Linked DNA regions of Mus musculus: all the other regions are linked to region 2. Evidence: chromatin contacts called from public Hi-C and HiChIP or PLAC-seq data. All regions are on one chromosome and are shown on one strand. The core of a region is the stretch at or near the end of the contact, and the rest is flanking DNA. Distances in the headings are between cores, read along the strand shown.

Region 1 (5,173 bases), core at 1,794-4,293, 310 kb before region 2:
GAATTGTCCACACTTTCCTAGGGTTTGCTCTGGAGTGGAGGTCTGTGTCTGTGTTGACATGCACGGCTTATCAGGAAATGACTCTGGATTTTACACTTTGAGATCGGCACATTTAGTACCCATTAGTACAGTCTCCTTTAAATTTATCTTTGCACAAAGAAAGTGTTTCATTGTGACGTTAGCTTATGTGTGCATAGAGTGCTCCGATTATATCTACCTCTGTCACTCTCTTGTCATCGTTCTTGCATAGTGCCTTTTCCTCCCCAACACTCCCAAGAGCCCCCTTTCACTTCCATGTCCTTTGCCCCAGATTCCCTAGAGGGAAGTTGAGTTGCCCTGCTGATATCTGGGGTTGCTTTGCCATCCTTGCTATGGGACAGAGAGGAAACAAGTAGAGGAGAAATGAAATAAGATGTTCATAAATCTAACAGCTGTTGGTGTGGAATGAAGAGTGCCTGTTCTCTTTATTTCCATGTATAAACCTAATGTTTTAAGATGTTGGGGTGGGGGGATTACACAAAGAACCTGTGTGTCACTAATAATAGGGTTCTGTGGTTAGGAGAGCTGGACTGTGATCATGGGTGGCCTTCCTATCTCTGAGTGTTTTCTGCAATTTCTTCACCACAGTCAGATTTTAATTGCAGAGATCTTTCGCCTTGGCTCAGTTTAACCCTATTTTATTTTATTCTTTTGAGGCCTTTATGGGAAATTATTTATTTTCTTTGTCAGAAAGTTTGTTGTTTGCATAGGAAAAAAAAAAACAACAGCGACAGGTTTTTATATTACAAAACTTTTGTACAGTTAAAAAGAAATCAGTAGAATGAGGTGACCACCCCGGAGTAGGAGGAAGCTTTTCCTAAGTATTTATCCAAGAGAGAGTTACTATCCAGAATAACTAACCAAGTAAAATACTAAACAACAAGGAGGAAAAGATCTGAATAACTGCATTCAAACGAAGGACCAGTGGCCAAGAAACACATGACAAGGTGTTCAACAATCTCAGCCATTAGGGAAGTATAAACTCAGCCCACGTTGATATTCCACAGCACCCAAGTCAGAACAGCTGTCAACCAAGGAAAAGTAAGACACAGGCAAAAATGTAGAGGGTTTTTTTTCTCTCTCTACTCCTGATGAGAATGTCAGAGTAGCCAGTAAAGAAATCAGTATGGACAATAGACAAGAAATAATAATAATAATAAAAAAAAAAACTTCCACGTGATCCAGTTATATGGCTTTGGTATAAACACACAAAGGAATCAAATTCAGCATAGGGGCACCTATGCAATTATGCTTATTTTATTAGAAGGGCCACAACCACCAATGTATGGAACCAGGCTAGGTGTCCATCAACAGGGGGAAAAGAATGCAGTCTAAATGAAGTTATACTCAACCATGAAGAACGAAATGGTGTGTCTGAAGGAGAACAAAGCAAAAGGAATATTATTGTGCTGCACAAAAGAAGACAGGCTCACAATGACAAACACTGCATGTTTTCTGCCGTCTGTGGAATCTGGGACAAAGTGCATGAGAGTAAAGGGGCATGGCGGGGAAGAAAAGGCAGAAGAGAAGGGGGAGGAAGAGGGAGACAGGTGGCCAGGATTAAGAGTACTTCATGCATGTATATGCAAATGTCACAATGAAAGGTTCCCTTTAAGAACCTACTAAATGGGCAGATCTCAAACTATAAAGGGTAGAGTGCTCCATGACTAGGAGCACCCCCTCACACCAATACAGGCACATACATTCATTCCAGGTCAAGCTACACGGAAGTGCAGCTTTCGTAGTTTGGTAGACATGGCTGGCACAAAATGCAACTTCAAATGGTTCAAAGTAAAAAGCTCCATCAAGCTAGCCTGAGCCCAGCACAGGGATACCTGCCCAGCCATGGCTGCTACCGTGTGACTCACAATAGTCAAGCTATGACACTAAACTAGAGGTCCATAGGCAGGTTCATAGACGAAGAAAATGTGGCCTGCACATGCACACTAGATATATTCAGCCTCATAGAACAGTGAAACCACATCATGCTCAAGACAAAGCATGGAACTGGAGGAAAATAAGCCAAAGTCAAAAAGGGTTTCTGCTTGTGTGCAGCATCTAGATTTTTAAAACAAAGAAAGATATATAAAGAGAAGAGGGATATTTGGGAAGACCAGTGGGTAGTGGGGAGGTGTCTTGAGGTAAGAGAGGCAATGAGAATTAGAATCATATTGTCTACATGTATTAAGACACAGCCAAACCAATCCATTTTTATAACTACACTAAAACAATTTTAAAAAGGAAAAGATAGGGCTAGACAGATGTCTCAGTGGTTAAGAACACTTGATGCTCTTGCGGTGGACCTAGGCTCTATTTCCCAGCACCCACATGGCAGCTCACAATCACTTGTGACTCCAGTCCTAGGGGACCCATCACTCTCTTCTGGCCTCTACTGGCACTGCATGCAACAGTTTACATGAATACAAGCAGGCACACCCACATACTCAGAAAATGAAAATATAAATCTTTTTTAAAAGAAGAAAGAAAGAAAAGTTTAATTCCAAATTCAATAATAGTAAGAATAAAGCATGTATTTATAGAGAAGAAAAAATGTTTCTAAAAGATACAGTATAGATTTTTAAAATATAACTAACATTGAAAGAAAGAAAGAAAGGAAGAAAGAAAGAAAGAAAGAAAGAAAGAAAGAAAGAAAGAAAGAAAGAAAAGAAAGAAAAGAAAAAGAGGAAGAAAGAAAAGAAAGAGTGAAACGCCGATGTTTCGGTATCATTTGAGATTCCCCAATGCAGGCACACAGAAAGTCAAATACCCCGTGATGAAATGAATCGCAGTCAGCTTGAAATGTGAAAGGAATCAGGGCCACACATGGTGCTGTGTGGACACATCTCTTAAGATTCTTTTCCTCTTCATGTTCCGATTCTAATCAAATTAGTCCTCCAAAAAGTCCCATGGACTTAGGAGGAAACTGAGGCCCCGGGAGGTTAAATGGCTGTGCCCAACATCTCAGAGCGAGACAGACACAAGGTAGGGATGGAGCCCAGATGTTTGGCAAAGCCCAGGTTTTCCAGCCCTGTGCAGGAGGAGGGTCTGGTCTCAGCTCCACGGAGCCAGCCCAGGGTCATCAGGGATGCCCTCTGCACATCCAGTTTCCTGTTTATCTTCCCCCTAGGCAGCGCACACCGCTGGGAGAAAGGTTCCGAGGGTTTCATGACACACAAAGCCCCCAAAAGGCAATATTTTGATGATTTAAGTATAAGTGATCAGAAACATGTGGGTTTCATTTCCTGTAGAATACACTTGGGTCTGAAAATGAAGGGGAAGGAGGTTTGGCAAGGCCCAGCCCAGCCTTCCTGAGCCCCCTGAAGTGGTTTAAGATGTTCTGTGAATGGGAAGAGAGGCTAAACTGCCTCCTTACTCCCTGTCTCCCACCAGGCTCACACTGGTGTGTTTGTATCAAATCTGTGCAGAATGTGCTACCGCTGTGGCCTTGACCTTGTTGAGAAACAGGAAGAACAGAAGGCGGGGCTGGGCAAGGAAATGAAACAATTCCTTAACTGCTTGTGTCTGTCCAGGAAGAAGGTCTGAATGCTAGCAAGTCCTATAAAATCCCACCTGCCCTCAGAGGTCTGGGCATCCTTTGGTGATAGCAAGTTGTGGCTGCCACTCTGACACATTTGGGAAGAGAGAAGCCCACTTGAGGGATTGCCTCCAGCAGATTGGCCTTTGAGCATGTCTGGGGAGTCATTTTCTTAGTTGTTAGCTGATGTAGGAGATCCCAGCCCAATGCGGATAGCACCATCCCAAGGAACAGCCTTTGGCCCGGACTGAATTCTAAAGCTTGCTGGGCAGGAGCCATGAAGCAAGCCAGTCAGTATCACACCGCCCTGGGTTTTTGCATCAGTCCCTGCCTTTGGGTTTTTGCCTTGAGTTCCTGCTCTGACTTTTCTTGGGGATGCACTCTAACCTGTGAACTGAACTGCATGTGTGTTCCTTAGTTTTATGTCAACGTGACTCAAGCTGTAGCCATTTGAGGAGGGGGAAAGTCTCAGTTGAGAAAATGCCTCCATGGATGATCTGCCTGTAGACACGTGTGTAGCAGTTCTTGGTTGATGACCCGTGTAGGAGGGCAGTACCATCCGTAGACAGGTGGTTCTGGGGTGTATAAGGAAGCAGACTGACAGACATGGAGAGCAAGCCAGTAAGCAGTGTCCTTCTATGCCTTCTGTGTTGGTTCCTGCCTCTAGGTTCCTGGCCTGGCTTCCCTCAGTGATGGACCTGTAAGTTGAAAAGAACCCTTTCACCCCCACGTTGCTTTTAGCCATGGTGTTTATTGCGACAACAGAAAAGCAGAATCATTTGAGTTTGATAATTTTACTTCAACATGAGCACTGGAAGCCACAGCAGTGGAGAGCTATGGGGTCCACTGAGAACACGCTCTCAGCGGCTATTTATCTTGGCTCCACTGTGACTAAAACACTTGACATAAACAACTCAAGGGAGTTGAGCGTGAGAGGGCCTGGGTCCATCAAGAGGAGGGCGTGACAGTGAGTCTTGGTCCATAGGGATGGAACATTCAGTAGGGAAGAATGGCCTCAGCAGACCACTAAGCAAAGCTAGAACTAGGGACCAGGCTATAAGGTCCCACAGGTTCACACTCATAGTGACTTTTTTTTTTGGCCAGCCAGGCTCCATTGTCCTTAAGGTTTCAAAACTTCCCAAAGTAGGCCTTTCAACTGGGAATTAAGAATCTAACGCTTAGGAGCAGGCTGGGAATTTCAATGGGTGCAGACACTAGCTTCAAAGCTATGTAACCTGAGTTACATAGAACTCATGACAGAAGGAGAGAACTAACTCCAGTAAGCTGTCTTCTGACTTACACATGTGCACGCAGAAAGAAGGGGGTAAAAAGAGGAGAGAGACAGAGACAGACAGAGACAGAGAGACAGACAAAGGCAGAGAGACAGAAAGAGAGACACAGAGAGACAGAGAGAGTCTACAAGTTAAGTAAGTAAGTACATGGCTCAGTGGGTAAATCACTTACTGTGTGAAGGACAGAGACCATGGAGTCCCCAAAACTGAAACAAACTGCAGTTTGCATAGCAACCTGCCTATGGTCCCAACACACAGGAGGAGAGGACAGAGCATCCTTTGAACTGAACTGGAGAGCCCCGGGCTC
Region 2 (4,759 bases), core at 771-3,270:
TAAAAATAATTTAAAAAATTTTTTTAAAAATCAAACCAACAGCACGTTTGAGAAAATTGTCCTATGGGCTGGGTGGAGCAGTAAAGAAGAGCTACAGAGTTCAAAATAAATGTAAAGATGCAACCACATATGTTTCATTGGATGGAGGCACGGATACCTTAAAAAATGTGTACCCGAAAAAGAAAGAAAAAAATCTAGACTGGAAGAAGCCCAAGACATTCCTACTACCCAACTTTGTAAAGGATGCCTCCAAAGTTTTAGAGTTTATTTTGGGTAGATAAGCTCACTGCTAAAAAGCTTGGAATTTAAAGGAGGAGGTGGGATGAGCAGGCAGCATCAGTGAGGAGGTGAGCTCTCTGTTGGGATCTTCAAACTTTCTAAATTTGGGTAACACTGAGAGTACAGAGGGAAAACATGCCTTCATTCTATGCACCAAACCAAGTTGAATCCCCCTCCCCCCTAAGGTTTCTTCACAACACTGTCAGACCAATACACTTCTGGGAGAAGTACCTTATGGTTGCTTCCCTGTGACCCTGGTAAAGAGACTGAAGGCCAGAGTGCAGCTGAGGTGGGAGCCCCGCTGGTCTGATGGCAATCACCAGCAGCAGCAGCCTGCATAGCACCATCACTAGCCTGTATCCCACCAGCACGTGGAACATTACCTCGGTGACCCTTCTTCGCTCAGCCCTCCCCTCTTTTATCAAAAGAGAAGTGAGAAGAAAGAAGATTAAAGAAAAGGACTCCTAAGCAACCTTCCCCTTCAGGCAGCGTCTGAGCCTCTGCACGTCTGAGTGTTATTCATATCAAAATACATCACGTCCATATGTGGTCCTCTCTCGGCAAGCCGCCCCAAATCCCTGAAGTTGCACTGACAGGGCCCTCCTGACGTCACGGAGCTTGGCCTCACTATTGCAAGTGATTTATTGATGTTTATTGGGAATGAATAGATCAAAGGCACAGGCATGACGGGCGATCAATCAGTCATCAAATCAAGGGTGGCAACCGGCCAGAAACCCTTCTTCCAGCCAACGTGCCCCCAACCGACATTATTGCAAAATAATGTTATGTGTGTGGGTTTTGTTTTGTTTTCAATGAATCTCTTTTCCAGAAGGAAAAAAAAAAAAAAATCAGCTCAGTCCTAACAGGAGTTGACGTTCCTGGCAGAAAAAGAGAGGGAGGGGGGAGTACTCAGATATGTCCCAGAACTAAGTGCTAGAAAAGGGTAGGGAGCAGCAGCGGAAAGAGAGGGAGGGGGTAAGAAGACATTCAGGAATGGAGGAAATGTCAGCATCCAACACTGACCTGACAGTCATCTGACAATACCCAGACCCAGTGCGCTCTGGTTTCCACCGCTGTACCGGGTTTGGGCCCAATAAATGAAGAATCAATCGAATTAGCAGTAAGGTGGCCAGAGGGATCCGCTAGCTCACTCTTGCTCGCTCTGGTCCCGGTAGTCACCGGGTACTGCCCGGGACAACGCGGAAGATGTCCCAGAGAACTCAGGTGACCCCGCCCGCCCCCCACCAAAAGGCACGGGTTGGAGAGCGCCTTCCCCGCTGCAGCCGGATCGGCAGAGGCGGGGACCTAAGCCGGCTCGGTGGTCCCCAGGAGGGTGTGCGAGCCGGTCGAGCGAAGAACATAGCGGGGCAACTGGGGGGCGCGCGCACCCGGGCAGGAGAGCCCCGAGCCAGCCGGGCTCCCGGAGTTACTCAGCGCCCGCAGAGACAGACAGAAAATGAGAGAGAGGCGAGGAGTGCGGCGAGCAACGCGGGGGCCGGCGGCCCAGAGGCGCGGCGCGAGCAGAGGAAGAGGAGGAGGACCGGAGGAGGAAGGGGAAGCCGCTCGTACCTGCTGCGCGCCGGGGCGCCTGCTGCTTCCTCCTCGGCATGATGCTTCTCCCGCGACTGCCACCGCCGCCGCCGCCGCCGCCGCCGCTGCCGGGCTGAGCCGAGGGAGGGAGGGGCGGCGGGGGGGGGGCGAGGCGGGCCTGCTCGCAGCCTCCCCCCCGGAGAGCGGCCGCCCGCAGGATGCTGCTGCGCCCCGGCTCTCCGCGTCCCCCCCTCGCTGCGCTCCGCCGCGATCCCCGAACGTGCGGAGGGAAGGAGGGCGGGCAAGGGAGGCGCGGGGAAGGAGGAGCGCGAGGGGGAGGAGGAGGCAGAGGAGGAGGAGGAGGAGGAGGAGGACCGCGCTGCCGGCGGAATGGGAAGTTTGACAAATCGCTCCAGAGGCCCGAGGAGGAGGGGGCGGGGAGGAGCGGTCGCCCTGCCCCCCCCCCGCCCCGTCCCCAGACGAGGTGCGCGGGGTTCGGGGCTGGGGGGCGGGGAGTGAAGGAGGAGAAGGCGGGCAGAGAGATGAGAGGAGGAGCCCAGGAGCGACCCCGGTCGGTCCTGCCCCGCTTCCCGCCCCCAGGCAGGGAGGTCAAGGCATGGGGGGGGGGGGGGTGGAGGGGGGGCGCAGCCGCCGCCGCCGCGGCCCGGGGCTCAGCGGTCCAGTCTTCTGCCCACGGCGCGGCTGGAGCGGCGGCGTCGGCAACAGGCAAGCTTAAAGGAAAAGGAGATGATCGTGTCACTCGCCTGCCCGCGGAGGCGCCCCCAGCCTGGGTCCTGGCCCGGACGCCTGCCCAGGGCCCCCCGCCCAAGTCCAGACACCCGGAGCTGGCCCTCCGTCTCCGCCCCGAGCGCTCTCGCAAAGGCGCGGGGTCCGCCCTGCGGAGCGCGTCCCGGGGCGCCCACAGCCCCCGCCCATCCCTCTTCCCCACCCGGTCTCAACCCCGGGCTGCTCCCGGCTGCCCCTCCCGGCCCACACTCCTCTCCACCCGCCGCGTGCAGCCCCAGAGCGCTCCCCTAGTTGGGATGGTACCCCTATCAAAGATGCCAGGGCCCCGGGGGTGCCCTGGAGAGAAGATGTGCGGGCTGACATGGGTGTGGGCTCTGGGTCTTCCCTCCTGGGACCTACAGTGGCTACCTCCTTCCGTTCCCCCACCCCACCCCCGCCACAAACTTTCCCAGGCTTGTTTCGGGGGTAAGCATGGGAGGGGGCACCTCCAAGTTTCCTTTACTGACTTTGGGACGATCACCGTCTCAGCACCCCGCGTCTCGCCCCCTTGGGCTACTGGCCGCGCCCCCCACCCACTGCGTCGGAGGTTGCCAAGGCGGGAACGGGGGAGGGAGAAGAAACTCGGGTTCCCCTGCCCATCCCCCGCCGGGGTGCGCCCTGGACAGGGTACTGCCCCAGCCGCTCCCAGCTTAGGGGCAGTTCTGGACGAAGGGGATTGATTATTGATTGAGTGATTGGGGTCGCAGAGGCTCCGGGCAGACTCGGCCGATGTGCCCCGGGAAGGAGGCGGCTGGAAGGCTGCGGTGGCGACAGGGCGACGTGGGCTCACTTACTCTGGTGGTGAGGGCGCGGGTGGGCTGGAATTCACGCGGGCGACCCTCGAGCGGTGGCGGCTGAGCGCCAGCCAGAGCTTGAGAGGCGCGGGCGGCGGCGCATCGATGCGCTGCGGGCTCGATTGCGTCTCCCTGGGCCAGCTCTTAGGCCGGGAATGGGGCGGCCGCGGCGCAGCGGGCTCTGGGCGGCGGTGGCTGGGGTGGCCTCTGGGCCCCCAGCTCCCGGGAGCAGCACTATATCTGGGTGCTCCGGCTGGGACCCTGAAACCCACGTGAGCCCCGAGGCCCACAGTCTACCCGAGGGCCGGCACCCTGCGCCCCAGGACTAGCTGCCTGAGCGCACTGGGAGCTGCAAACCCTGGCCTTCCTTTCTTGCTTCTTTTTTTCTTCTTCTTCCTCTTATTTTAAACTTATTCTTCTCTTCCCTCTTATTCAGCCCTGTCTCTTTTTCATGCTTTCTTTGTGGTTGGTTTTTCAAGTTTGTTTTAAAAGTTCACAGCGTGCTTTCTTTTTCTTATAGACCAGGAGACCAAGATCTCACCCTACCGGTAAGATCAAAAGTCTCCGCTCGCCCCCGGCCGGCCGGCTTGGGCTGGGTCCAGACGCCTCCCTGAATGCAGATGTGTGGCTGCTGTCCTCCGGGGCTATAAAGCCGGCTCCAGCGCCTAGGCGCTCGAGAGTTGAGTTAACCCGGTGTGGATCCCGGGCGGAGTCGAGAGCCAGAAGCCGGCTGCGGCTGAGCTCCCGAGCTGCCTGTGTGTGTGTCGCGTACCCGTGGGTGGGTGCGCCTGGGGTGTCTGATGCCTGCGGCCTCAGAGGCCGAAGCAGCGTCTCCTCCAGGCCGTGGAGACGCGGGCCTCGGCGCGTAAAGCTTCTTGCGAGCGAGGGATCGGTGAGTCGTCTGGCCCCGCCGTTGGCCTTACGGTTCAGGTGGCCGCGGCGCCCCTCTGACCTGAAGGAGGGTCGTTGTCCCTGGAGGTCAGACCCAGAAGGTCTGGCTTACATTCAAAGCGGGGAGAGCCCATCTAGGCACGCCGGCGGCGGCGACGTGTTCATAGCGCTGGGTACCACGCACCGGGAGTTCGCCCAAAGGATGCTTCCCTCTCCCTTTGCTTTCTTTTGGTGCTCTCTCAACCTTCGTTCTCTCGCTGCCCACCCCCACCCCTCATACCCTCGTGCCGTGACCCAAGCGGCTCCCCTGTCGCCCGTCCTCACCCCTGCTTGCCAGTGCCTAGCCCTCCCTGCTCAGGCGCCGCGCACTGTGTGATCCGCCCTAACATCTGTCCGTCCAACCATTGGCGCATCCATCAGTGTCAATGGACTGCACATTGCAGCGACAGCCTGTCACGCACAACACGGGCTGTGCGGAG
Region 3 (4,498 bases), core at 302-2,801, 350 kb before region 2:
AGTCTGTTTAATTTTCAGATGCTTAATTATAATGCGACTTGGCATAGATTTGTGTGTGTGTTTCTTTTTCTTCTTTTCCCCCCTCTTGTTTTGGGTTTGTTTAGCTTTGAAGTTTATACTTGTCGATTTGGAAAGTTTTCAGCCATATTTTTTTTTCTCATTCTTCTATAGTACTGCCTTATTCCTCCTCTTTCTGAGACGGATTCCAAAGATATAACCTTTGTGATGGTCCTGCAGTCCACCAACTGGATGGCGCCTTGAACTCTGGTCTTCTTTCCCCATCTTTCAACATTTGCTTTCTAAGTTATTACCTGGCTTTTCCATGTGTTAATGCTTAGACTTAATGCTTACAAGAAGTGGAAGGAATCGGTAAAGCATGCCTCCTCATCTCACACAGAACCAGGAGCAGAAACACCGCAGGTTCTGGGACTATTTCTTCCACCAGGGAGAAGAGAGATAAAAGAATCGTCTTCTAATCCATCACGTTTACTGCCCTCTAAAGTTGACAAAATTCTTTCACTGTAAACTGGTCACTGTTTTCTTTAACATTTATTAGTATTTTTTTCTTTCTAATTCTTATCATATCACCCAGGCAGAACCAAATACTACCTTCAAAACTTCCTAAAAATCATCTTTCCAAAGCCCTAAGTAGATCAGTGTATATCTGATCTTGCTCCATACCACAGAGGTGCATTTTTTCCAGTTGGTCATTTCTTAACCAAAGTGGCTCATTTTCTTTCTCCTTGAATCATTTCCTAAACATCTTTTTTTCCTGCCTTTGTCAAGCAAGTTTCCTGGATGTTTGTTCAACCCCTGTAGGTCCCTCTGTCCCAAATGCATTGCTGCCCAATTTCAGAAGCAGATTTCTGTGTCTGTTTGCTGTCACGGCATCACGATTCCCAATGGGAAGACTTGATATCCAGAACCACATGGTTTCTCATGCGTCTAGGGCTCAGGTGGGTGATTTTGCTCAGACGAGGTGAGACTAAGCATGAGACTTGCCTGTATAGCGTAGCTGCTGCAGAAAGGACTTAACCAACTTGACTCTGCTGCGTACGTTCTCTTATCTTCTACCAAAAGCGCCTGGGATCTTTCTCAAGAGATCCTAAAAGCTGGGCTGCAGAGATGACTCGGCGGCTAATAAAAGCACTGCCTTCTCCTCTTCTGAATCAAGGCTCAATTCCCAGTACCCACATGATGGCTGATCACCTAGTTGAACTCAAGTTCTAGGAAATCTGACATCCTCTTTGGCCTCTGCAGACACCCGGCATGCATGTGGTATTCAGACATACATGCAGGCAAAACACCCATGCACATAAAATGACAAGAAGGGAAAGAAGAGAAAGAATAAAAGTACTAGGAGGAAGATGAAGACGAGGATGAGGAAAAGGAGGAGGAAGAAATTTAAAATTCCTGAAAGCATCTTGAGAAGCCTAGCCCTGGAACTCATGTGCCCTCTCATTTATTACGTTATTTGAACCTTGACACAACAGTGTATTCATATTCAAGGGGAAGGAAAACAGACTCTGTCTCTTACTGGAAGAGGAGCAGAGCTGCATTCCAGCAGTGCAGACACAAGGAAGAAAGAACTGAGTCACTTTTCTAACTGGTTCTTACTACAATAACCGTTTCACACAGCAACTAAAGGAAGAAAGGAAGTTGAAAGAGGGAAGAGGAAAAAACTACAAGAGATAAAGGATGGCCAGAGGCTTTCCCACATAGCTGGATCCTAGAAGGACCCAGAAGCTCGATATGGAGATCAGAATCTAGAATAAAAAAAAATCTATGGACTCTAAGGATGACGTGGGCATTGGAGGCATCCCTTTGAAGAGCACAGGAAGCCTGCACACACCAGTGTCTGCTGAGACTTCTGATTTAGGATTTCTGCTAGCTTAGTAAATCCCGGCTTTAAAGCTCAGAAGTGTTGCTAGTATTGATAGTTCAGCCGGCTCTCTCATAGTTGCTCAGAGAGCATTTGAGGAAGGGATATCCTAACTAGGGAGTCAGAATAAGAGAAACCCAACAAGAAAGTGGCACAGGAGGAATGGAAACCCATGGTTATGTCCCTCAATCTTGCAGTATTTTGATGAAATGGGAGAATTTCATTCTTCAGGACCACAGAGGATTGGGATGTGTCTGGAGTGCTCCTGTAATGTGTTTTGAAAATATATCGTACTGTCTTCTGCTGGGAATCTCTCTCAGGAGACGTCACAGCAATCAAGGAGCCCAACAGGTTTCTTATTTTAATAGATAGAGGAGATATAAATGGGATGCCACTACAGCCAGGTGTGGGGTGTGCCTGTAGCCTCGGCGCTTGGGAGGAGTAAGGAGGGGGATTCCAAGATTCGAGAAGACCAGCCTCAGTTACATAGGAAGGTCCAGGTTAGCCCAGGCTACCTCACTAGATGTTTCAGCAAAACAACAAGAACAACAACACAAAAAGAGAGAATGCCATTGGCTTTTGGCAGCAATGAGAGAGCCCCTTCAGTAGATAGGGCTGTATCCATAGAAACGATGTAATCATGGATATTGTGGTATCATCTGGCCCCAGCCAGTCCTTAAATATCAAATATCTTCCATGCCAGACCAGTTTAGACCTCTGTATGTCTCTGAGTCAACCTAATACATTCCAGCTAGAGGTTAGACCCCATTCACCAAGGGCTACCTAGAGTCTACTCTGAAGCTGAGTATAAGACCTGCAATACCTGCATCTCAAAGAGTACCTCAAATTTTGTCCTACTGGGCTCGGTTTGAAACTTGCATGGATACACTACAGCTCTAGATATACTACAGTGTTTGCAAGTCCTTTTGGTAATATTCAAGGGTAGAAAAACACCCAGAAATGGTGGCAGGTGTGTTTGTGTTGGGGCTTTTGGTGTCAGAAAGCACTCGGGGGTAGGGGAGCTGGTATGGGGAGAATGATCAGAGGTTAGAACACTTGCTGATTTTGCAGAGGACCTGTGCTCAGCGTCCAACACCCACATGGTAGCTCACAACCATCTGAAACTTCAGTTCAGGGACATCTGACATCTTCTTCTGGCCTACATGGGTGCATCAAGCATGTGGTGTGCAGCAATAATGCAGGCAAAACTCTCTTGAACATTAATCAGTATCTCAGGAGCTCCCTGGGACTAAACCACCAATCAAAGAAAACACATGGTGGGACTCATGGCTCTAGCTGCATATGTAGCAGAGGACGGCCTAGTCGGTCATCAATGGGAGGAGAGGTCCTTGGTTCTGTGAAGGTTCTATGCCCCAGTATAGGGGAATGCCAGGGTCAGGAAGCAGGAGTGGGTGAGTTGGGAAACAGTGGGGGGATAGAGGATTTTCAGAGGGGAGACTAGGAAAGGGGATAATACATGAAATATAAATAAAGAAAATAAATAATAAAAAAGAATAAAGTAAGCACAGCTTTAAAAACAATAGTTGAAGCCGGGCAGTGGTGGTGCATGTCTTTAATCCCAGCATTTGGGAGGCAGAGGCAGGCAGATTTCTGAGTTCGAAGCCAGCCTGGTCTTCAGAGTGAGTTCCAGGATAGCCAGGGCTACACAGAGAAACCCTGTCTCAAAACAACAACAAAAAGACAGTTGAAGTTGGTGTGGGGAGGTCACCACGGGCACTGGACTCAGCACCATGGGCCTCTCAAGTGGGCACCACATCACGGTCTTTGGACTTCTTTAATTTTCTTTCTTTCCTTCTTTCTTTCTTTTTTAAAAGAAAAGAAAAGAAAAATGGGAGCTTAGGGTCATTGCTTCTGTGCTTCTTTCTGGAGAGCTGGCACCTCCAGTGTGAATGAAGCTAATGATGAGAGACAGCATTTTAATGCTAATTAGATAGTCCATGTGTCTTCCTTCAACAGAGAGCCATTGCTCTTTTATGTACCAGATGAAAGCGGAGCCCTTGCTTGGAGGAAAACAGGGTACACAGTCAGAAAAGAAAGTAGTTTCCATTTCATAATTATTCTGATGATTGTTGCTTTTTGTAGAGATGAAGGCTCTTGAGAGGGCAGGGTACTTGAGGCTAACAGAACGGCATGGCGGGATGTCTCTGAAGAGCCACTAAGACCCTCTCTTCTCTTTTTTAGTAAACACTGTTAGAAACCGTAATCTCAATTAGCAAACAGACTCTCAAAGATGTGCTCAGTGGCCTCATTAGATAACCAAGAGGTGGCAGCGATGGGTCTGCCTAGGAAAAAAGGGACAAAAAGCAAAGGGGGACGCTGCCCTTTTCCCACGGTGTCCCCTGTACGATGCAAACCCCCCAGGCTGAAAGTCAATGAACACAGGTGATAGACAATTCTCTTCTTGCTTGAACCAGAATGCCACCGCTGGCTTATATTTGTGGGCACTTAACCACCATCTTGGGACACTATTTTGGAGTTCATGGGGACTACTAGTGGATCAAAGTGATTTCATTTGGTGGGAGCTGTCCTCCTCTGGTTCTTTCTGCTTCCTGCCAGCCACCAAGCACCTGTGTCACGCCTCTACCTGCCATGGAG
Region 4 (5,103 bases), core at 2,029-4,528, 270 kb before region 2:
TCTGATTTTACTGTCTTAAAACTCTTAATAATTTTAAACATCAGAGTCTATATTTTTACCTTGTAAAAATCATCAAATAAACTTAGTATCTTTTATCTTTTCATTAAAAATATTTATTAGTATTATTAGTATTAAGATCTTAAATTCCAGGACCAGCGAAGATGGTGACAGAATCAGTTCCATAAGTGAAATAAGCTGCGTGTACGGTCAGGTGACTGGGAAAGGGCCCAGGCTTTTGTTATTATCTGGAGGTGTGAGCTGCTGGACGCGCTGCCCTTCCCTTCCTGGAAAATGAAGAGGTCTGGAAGTAGGGATCCTGTTAGCCCTCCCAAGCCAGCAGGAGAGGAAGGAATAACCTAAGACGGGCACTGGTCTAGCCACCTCTTGTAGGCTGCGCCCCAGATTCATCATGCTTAAGGTCCTTTATCCTTCCTGTTTCCCACTCATGCCTCACAAGTGACTCTAGAAAAGGCCTCTAGGTGAACTTCAGACAATCGCCACCAGGGAGCGTCTCAGCTGCTGGGGACAGCATTAGGGTCTTTTTCCTTTCTGTCTCTGTCTGTCTCTGTCTCTGTCTGTCTCTGTCTCTCTCTCCTCTCTCCCTCCCCCTTCCCTCCCTTCCTCCTTTCCATCCTCCCTTCCTCTCTCCCTCCCATCCTTCCTTCCTTCCTCCCTCCCTCCTTTTTTCCTTTTTTTTTTTTTTTTTTTTGAGATGGGGTTAAAGGGTAGGCCCTGACTAGGCATATAGCAGGCTGGCCTCAGACATACAGAGATCCATCGGCCTTGGTTGCCTCTCAAGTGGATCTGCTACCATGCCCAGCTGGTCTTGGAAGCTTTGGTGTAGATGCTATGGTCTCGATGGCCTGAGGACTGGGGACAAGGCACCCTGTAAGCCTTCTCCACTCAGGCCTCCACTCCATTAGGGTAATAGGCTTGTGTCTGTCTGCTGCCTCCTTCCCCTCCTGCATGGGATAAGCTGCTGGAGACTGAATTGCAAAAGGCAGTGGTTCCTTCGGGTTTCTAGGGATGCAGGGCCTGCAGAGCCCATCCCTGGGGTTCGGCTCAGGCTGAGCACCCATTGAAGAAGTGCTTTGTGGATTTCTCCCACTCTTGAAGAGCCAGTTGGCCAGCTTCCACAGAAGACAGGAAATACACTAATCAAGTCATTTAGAACAACGAGGACCAGAAATGACACACTCATGTGTGGGAGGGAACCGCAGTCATTGCTTCCAGAGACCCTCAGTCACCTACAGGCTCAGTCGTGGTTCTTTACCTCCATAGCAAATCCCCAGGGACTACACAGGCACCATAAACCTGCTGGGACCCAGTACTCAGGAGGTGCATAGCAAAGATCTTCAGAGGGAGGGAGAGAGGCAGGGCAGGGAGGTGCCAGTGGCCATCTCAGCTGGGAGCAGCACTGTGCAGCTGAAAGGCGATCTCAGCCGCAATATAATTATCCACCCAGGAAGAGAGGGTCCCCTCTCGTGGGACATGCATCCATGTGAGAAGAAGGAAAATAAACTCGTTCTAGGTCAATTTAAAGGTTAAATGGAGGTCAGCAAGGGGGAACAGAGGCATCCTCCCAGCCTTAGAAGTCTCTCGGCCACAGACCCAGGGTTTTAACCTTTGGCTCTCACATCCATCTAGGGGGCCGGGGGTTGGGATGATTGTGAAGCAGATAATTGGGCGTTAGTAGACACACCATTTTAGTAATCTCCGGAAATAAAATGAGAGAGTGATGGCGAATCCGGTGGCAGTTACTTTGGAAAGATGGTGATGTGTAATTCCGAGTTTCTCAGACTGTAACTTGTGCACTTACCACTAATTTCTCCACTGCACCAAATGCAGTGTGTACATTTAGTTTAGAATTTATCATCACCGTTTGTGTATATTATGCCAGCGGCATAATCCATCCTCATGAAGCTAATGTTGAGCATTAGCAAAATGGACTCGCCGCTGATCCTGCCAGCCTCTGGCCTCGGATGCACCAGGAGCAGTTCACCAAGACACAGGGCTGGGCATCCACCCCACCCCACACACACACCCCACAGAGCATATGTGGCTTTATGTCTTGGTTCCTAACTCCACACAGGGTGGGCTGGTATCTGCAAGTTGCTGGTGGTGTCCATTGTCTGTGGATGTAAAAATCAATGACCTACATAAGATTTTGATTTTGCACTGGGAATTGAGAGGGAGGGAGGGAGGGAGGGAGGGAGGGAGGGAGGGAGGGAGGGAGGAAGGGAGGAAAGGGGGGAGAAAGCCAGAGACTGCAGATAGAAAATAATGAAACCGTCATGTTAAAAAATATTAGCATATAGGGTTCAAAATATATATTTCCTCATTTGTTCCCCTCCCCCCTTTGAATAAGAACATATCTAATTTCATGGTCATCTGATTAAAACAGTTAATTGTATTAATGTGCCATTGAGCTGAGAGCAGTGGTCATTTGGAAGTGGACGCTCACCCGGGCGCAGAGAACAAAACCCCATAGTCTCAAGGCTGCTTGGGAGCTGGGAGAACCCGGATCTGCTCTTGAAATCTCTGCTCAGATTTTCAATCCCTGTTTTTATTTTCTTAAAAGAGAAAGAAGGGGGGAGAAAGCCTCAAACTGCTGATTTCTGCAGAAAAACCTGCAAATGAACTGTTCTATTAGGCACAAACATACCCAAGTCTTTAGAAGCCCTCTCTTCAAAAGCATAATTAGGTATTTATTTCAGACATACTAACATCTTTGCAGTAGCTAATAAGATGCAGCCCATTTGAATATTAATATAATAAATGATTAAATTAAACAGCAAGATTCAGACTCAGAAATAGCCTTTATAGGTCCCAGGGGGTCACTAAAACTGTTTCTATTTCTTTCTACAGTTAACATAGTACAAGGGACGAGAATGCATACGGCAATATTTGTCTTATGAAACACAGAGTGTTATATGATGCTGCTCTGTTTTATTGCTCCACGGTTTGAGTCCAGGACCAAGAGTGAAGTCACCACGTGGAGGAAGCCTGACAGCCCCTCTTCTGACATTCTAGAGACATTCTGTGTCTTACAGAGTCCTCTCTGAAAGTCTCCAGGCAGATAGGGGAATGGATCATGCAAAGGAGAGAGAGGGGGAGGGAGGAAGAGAGAGAGAGAGAGAGAGAGAGAGAGAGAGAGAGAGAGAGAGAGAGAGAGAGAGAGAGAGAGAGAGAACAGAAACCAAATGGGCCAGACGACAGACCCACCCATGGTTCGTTTTGTGGGTACGCATGGGCGTGTTTCTGACTCCACATAGAGCAATTCTGGTGTGTGGCTGAAGGCCACACCCATGAGCGGGTGTGCATGTATGCGGAGCCAGCAATGCCAGGATGTGGGCAGATGCCATCCATCTCTCCACTAGGTGGGACCCCTCCTCCCCCAACTCCACCAGCAGAAAGAGAAGGGGCAAAGTCGGCAACTATAATTGGCTGTTATTCCAATAAAGGTGTTTCCCTTTTAAAATTAGTTCATGAAAACTGCATATTCTCCAAATCCCAGGAACCTGAGAGTGTTAATAAACATCTGGCCGTGTTTTTTGCTTAATTAGCATTCTTTAGTTTGGGCGGAAGTCTGTTTATGTAAAACAAAACACACACTCACGGGGTGGGGGTGTCTATAAGCCACAGCCCTTAAGTAATCCAAATGTGGCTTTCCCTAATGGTGAGAGCTGTGTATCTTCTCAACACGCCCATCATCACCCGAGCTGCAGAAGAGAAGATCTTCATCCTTAATTTCAGCTTTTGCATCTCCTAACCGATATACAGTGGTATCATCCTGGCATGTGAAAAAAAAATTCACATTTCTGCAATAAAAAAAAAGATATTCAAGCTTGGAGGTCAGCTTAAACAAAGCAGGAAACAACAGCAACGGGCTTAAGGCATGTCCACAGGCCTTTTTATTATCATCCACAGCCCAAATCTCCCAGCCCCATCTCTCTCTAAGGAACAGCATTGGCGGGAAGGTAATGGATAAACTGTAACCCAGCACACAAGATTCTACTGCCTAAATTAGATTAAAGAAAAGTAGGAAGAAAACTCCAAGATAAGTGGTATGAAGTAAATCAAAACAAATCATCTTACCAAACTTTATTCGCATCTGATACCATTTTTAGAAATTAAGGTCACTTTTGTGGAACTAATAGGGAGTCGTACCTATATATCTCGGACACCATGACAATGCTGGAGTGGAAGATTTATATACCACACTTGCAGATGCTGAAGAAAGATACGGGAGATCAAATGGGAGTGCATGATAACAAATGAAAAATGGTCCCCACAGCCCATAAATTAATTGAGAGAAGAAGGTTGTCATTATTTGAACATGCTTTAAAATAAGGTATGGGGTCCAGATGGCTGAGGATAGATAGGCACCCAAAGTTTGAGTAATTGATGGCTTAAAAATAAAACTCGCTGGGCAAGTTAGAGGAGAGATCGTAGAAAAGAAAAGGTTTTTGGTTTTTGGTTGTTTTTTTTTTTCCCAAAGAAGCACAAAACAAAAAGATAAGCCCTAAGTTGGCAATGCCAGCACAGCCAGACTGGCATGGTGCAGTGGCGGGGTCAGAGTCAAGGACAACAGGGGGCAGAGTGGAAACTGAGTCCCCGAAATGTGGCACTTCAGACGTTATTGCCTTCATCTGTTTCGCTTTGTTCAGAGATTCTTGCTGCGAATGCAATCCTTTCTTCTTTGTAACGGTATCAGAGTAAGGCAGTGCTGAGGTGGGTCACCAGCGTCACAGAGAGTTCTCTGCCAGCAGCCACTGCAGAGTTCACAAAGGATGTGCTTTTGGGGGTAGGTTTGGTGTGTGTGTGGGGGGGGTGGAGGAATTTTCTTGGGGCAGGGAGGAGATCAACAAGGAGCTTTCTGATATTCCTCACCACAGTACTGGGGCAGAGTCTTGATTCAGGCTCCTCCCTCGTGTGAACCTGGTCCTCTCCCCAGTGATGATGCACGGTGGTGCTCATTGAAAACTTCTCTCCAGGAGACAGTATTTCCTCTGCAAGCTTGTGCTAACTGGATTCTGGACTAACAGCAAACCCTGCCTCCCTCCCTTCTTCCAATCTTGCCTTTCCCTTTCCTCTCTGTTC

What was found. A called contact is a pair of places that touch in the nucleus more often than the background predicts. HiChIP or PLAC-seq counts read pairs in DNA pulled down with a chosen protein or histone mark.
Region 1: an H3K4me3 HiChIP or PLAC-seq map of craniofacial prominence shows a contact between it and region 2, with 5 times the contacts expected there. The contact joins the enhancer-like site here to the promoter of Tshz3 in region 2. A contact is called at or near these places in 7 of 39 promoter capture datasets (the 3T3-L1 cell line, cranial neural crest, frontonasal cranial neural crest and 3 more), 1 of 484 Hi-C or Micro-C datasets (uterus) and 14 of 115 datasets of contacts at active chromatin or transcription factors (cardiomyocytes, craniofacial prominence, differentiating embryonic stem cells and 6 more).
Region 3: a contact with region 2 is called in a Hi-C map of uterus, with 2.5 times the contacts expected there. The contact joins the enhancer-like site here to the promoter of Tshz3 in region 2. A contact is called at or near these places in 1 of 39 promoter capture datasets (hippocampal neurons), 1 of 484 Hi-C or Micro-C datasets (uterus) and 2 of 115 datasets of contacts at active chromatin or transcription factors (embryonic forebrain and stem cell-derived neural progenitor cells).
Region 4: a Hi-C map of the C2C12 cell line shows a contact between it and region 2, with 2.7 times the contacts expected there. The contact joins the enhancer-like site here to the promoter of Tshz3 in region 2. A contact is called at or near these places in 6 of 39 promoter capture datasets (the 3T3-L1 cell line, cranial neural crest, embryonic stem cells and 3 more), 16 of 484 Hi-C or Micro-C datasets (the C2C12 cell line, adipose-derived mesenchymal stem cells, cardiomyocytes and 10 more) and 16 of 115 datasets of contacts at active chromatin or transcription factors (astrocytes, craniofacial prominence, embryonic basal ganglia and 10 more).

The regions. Positions count from the first base shown.
Region 1 is chr7:37,009,596-37,014,768 of GRCm38.p6, reverse strand. No RefSeq gene overlaps it. Among named protein-coding and RNA genes, the nearest start is that of Gm36464, 68 kb to the right of the region's middle. Within about 2 kb of position 3,043, at least 35 of the 459 cell types and tissues checked have an H3K27ac peak or open chromatin away from gene starts, as enhancers often do. A contact at or near this core is called in craniofacial prominence, liver, second pharyngeal arch cranial neural crest and 1 more, where this site is marked.
Region 2 is chr7:36,695,379-36,700,137 of GRCm38.p6, reverse strand. Tshz3 (teashirt zinc finger family member 3) reads right to left here and starts at 2,020. Exons shown (of 2, transcript NM_172298.3): 1 at 1,849-2,020. The coding sequence starts at 1,888. Gm36722 (zinc finger X-linked protein ZXDB-like) reads left to right here and starts at 1,916. Exons shown (of 3, transcript XM_030243157.1): 1 at 1,916-4,281. The coding sequence starts at 2,028. The coding sequence ends at 3,275.
Region 3 is chr7:37,044,029-37,048,526 of GRCm38.p6, reverse strand. No RefSeq gene overlaps it. Among named protein-coding and RNA genes, the nearest start is that of Gm36830, 47 kb to the left of the region's middle. Within about 2 kb of position 1,551, at least 2 of the 459 cell types and tissues checked have an H3K27ac peak or open chromatin away from gene starts, as enhancers often do. A contact at or near this core is called in uterus, where this site is marked.
Region 4 is chr7:36,970,161-36,975,263 of GRCm38.p6, reverse strand. No RefSeq gene overlaps it. Among named protein-coding and RNA genes, the nearest start is that of Gm36464, 29 kb to the right of the region's middle. Within about 2 kb of position 3,278, at least 5 of the 459 cell types and tissues checked have an H3K27ac peak or open chromatin away from gene starts, as enhancers often do. A contact at or near this core is called in the C2C12 cell line, where this site is marked.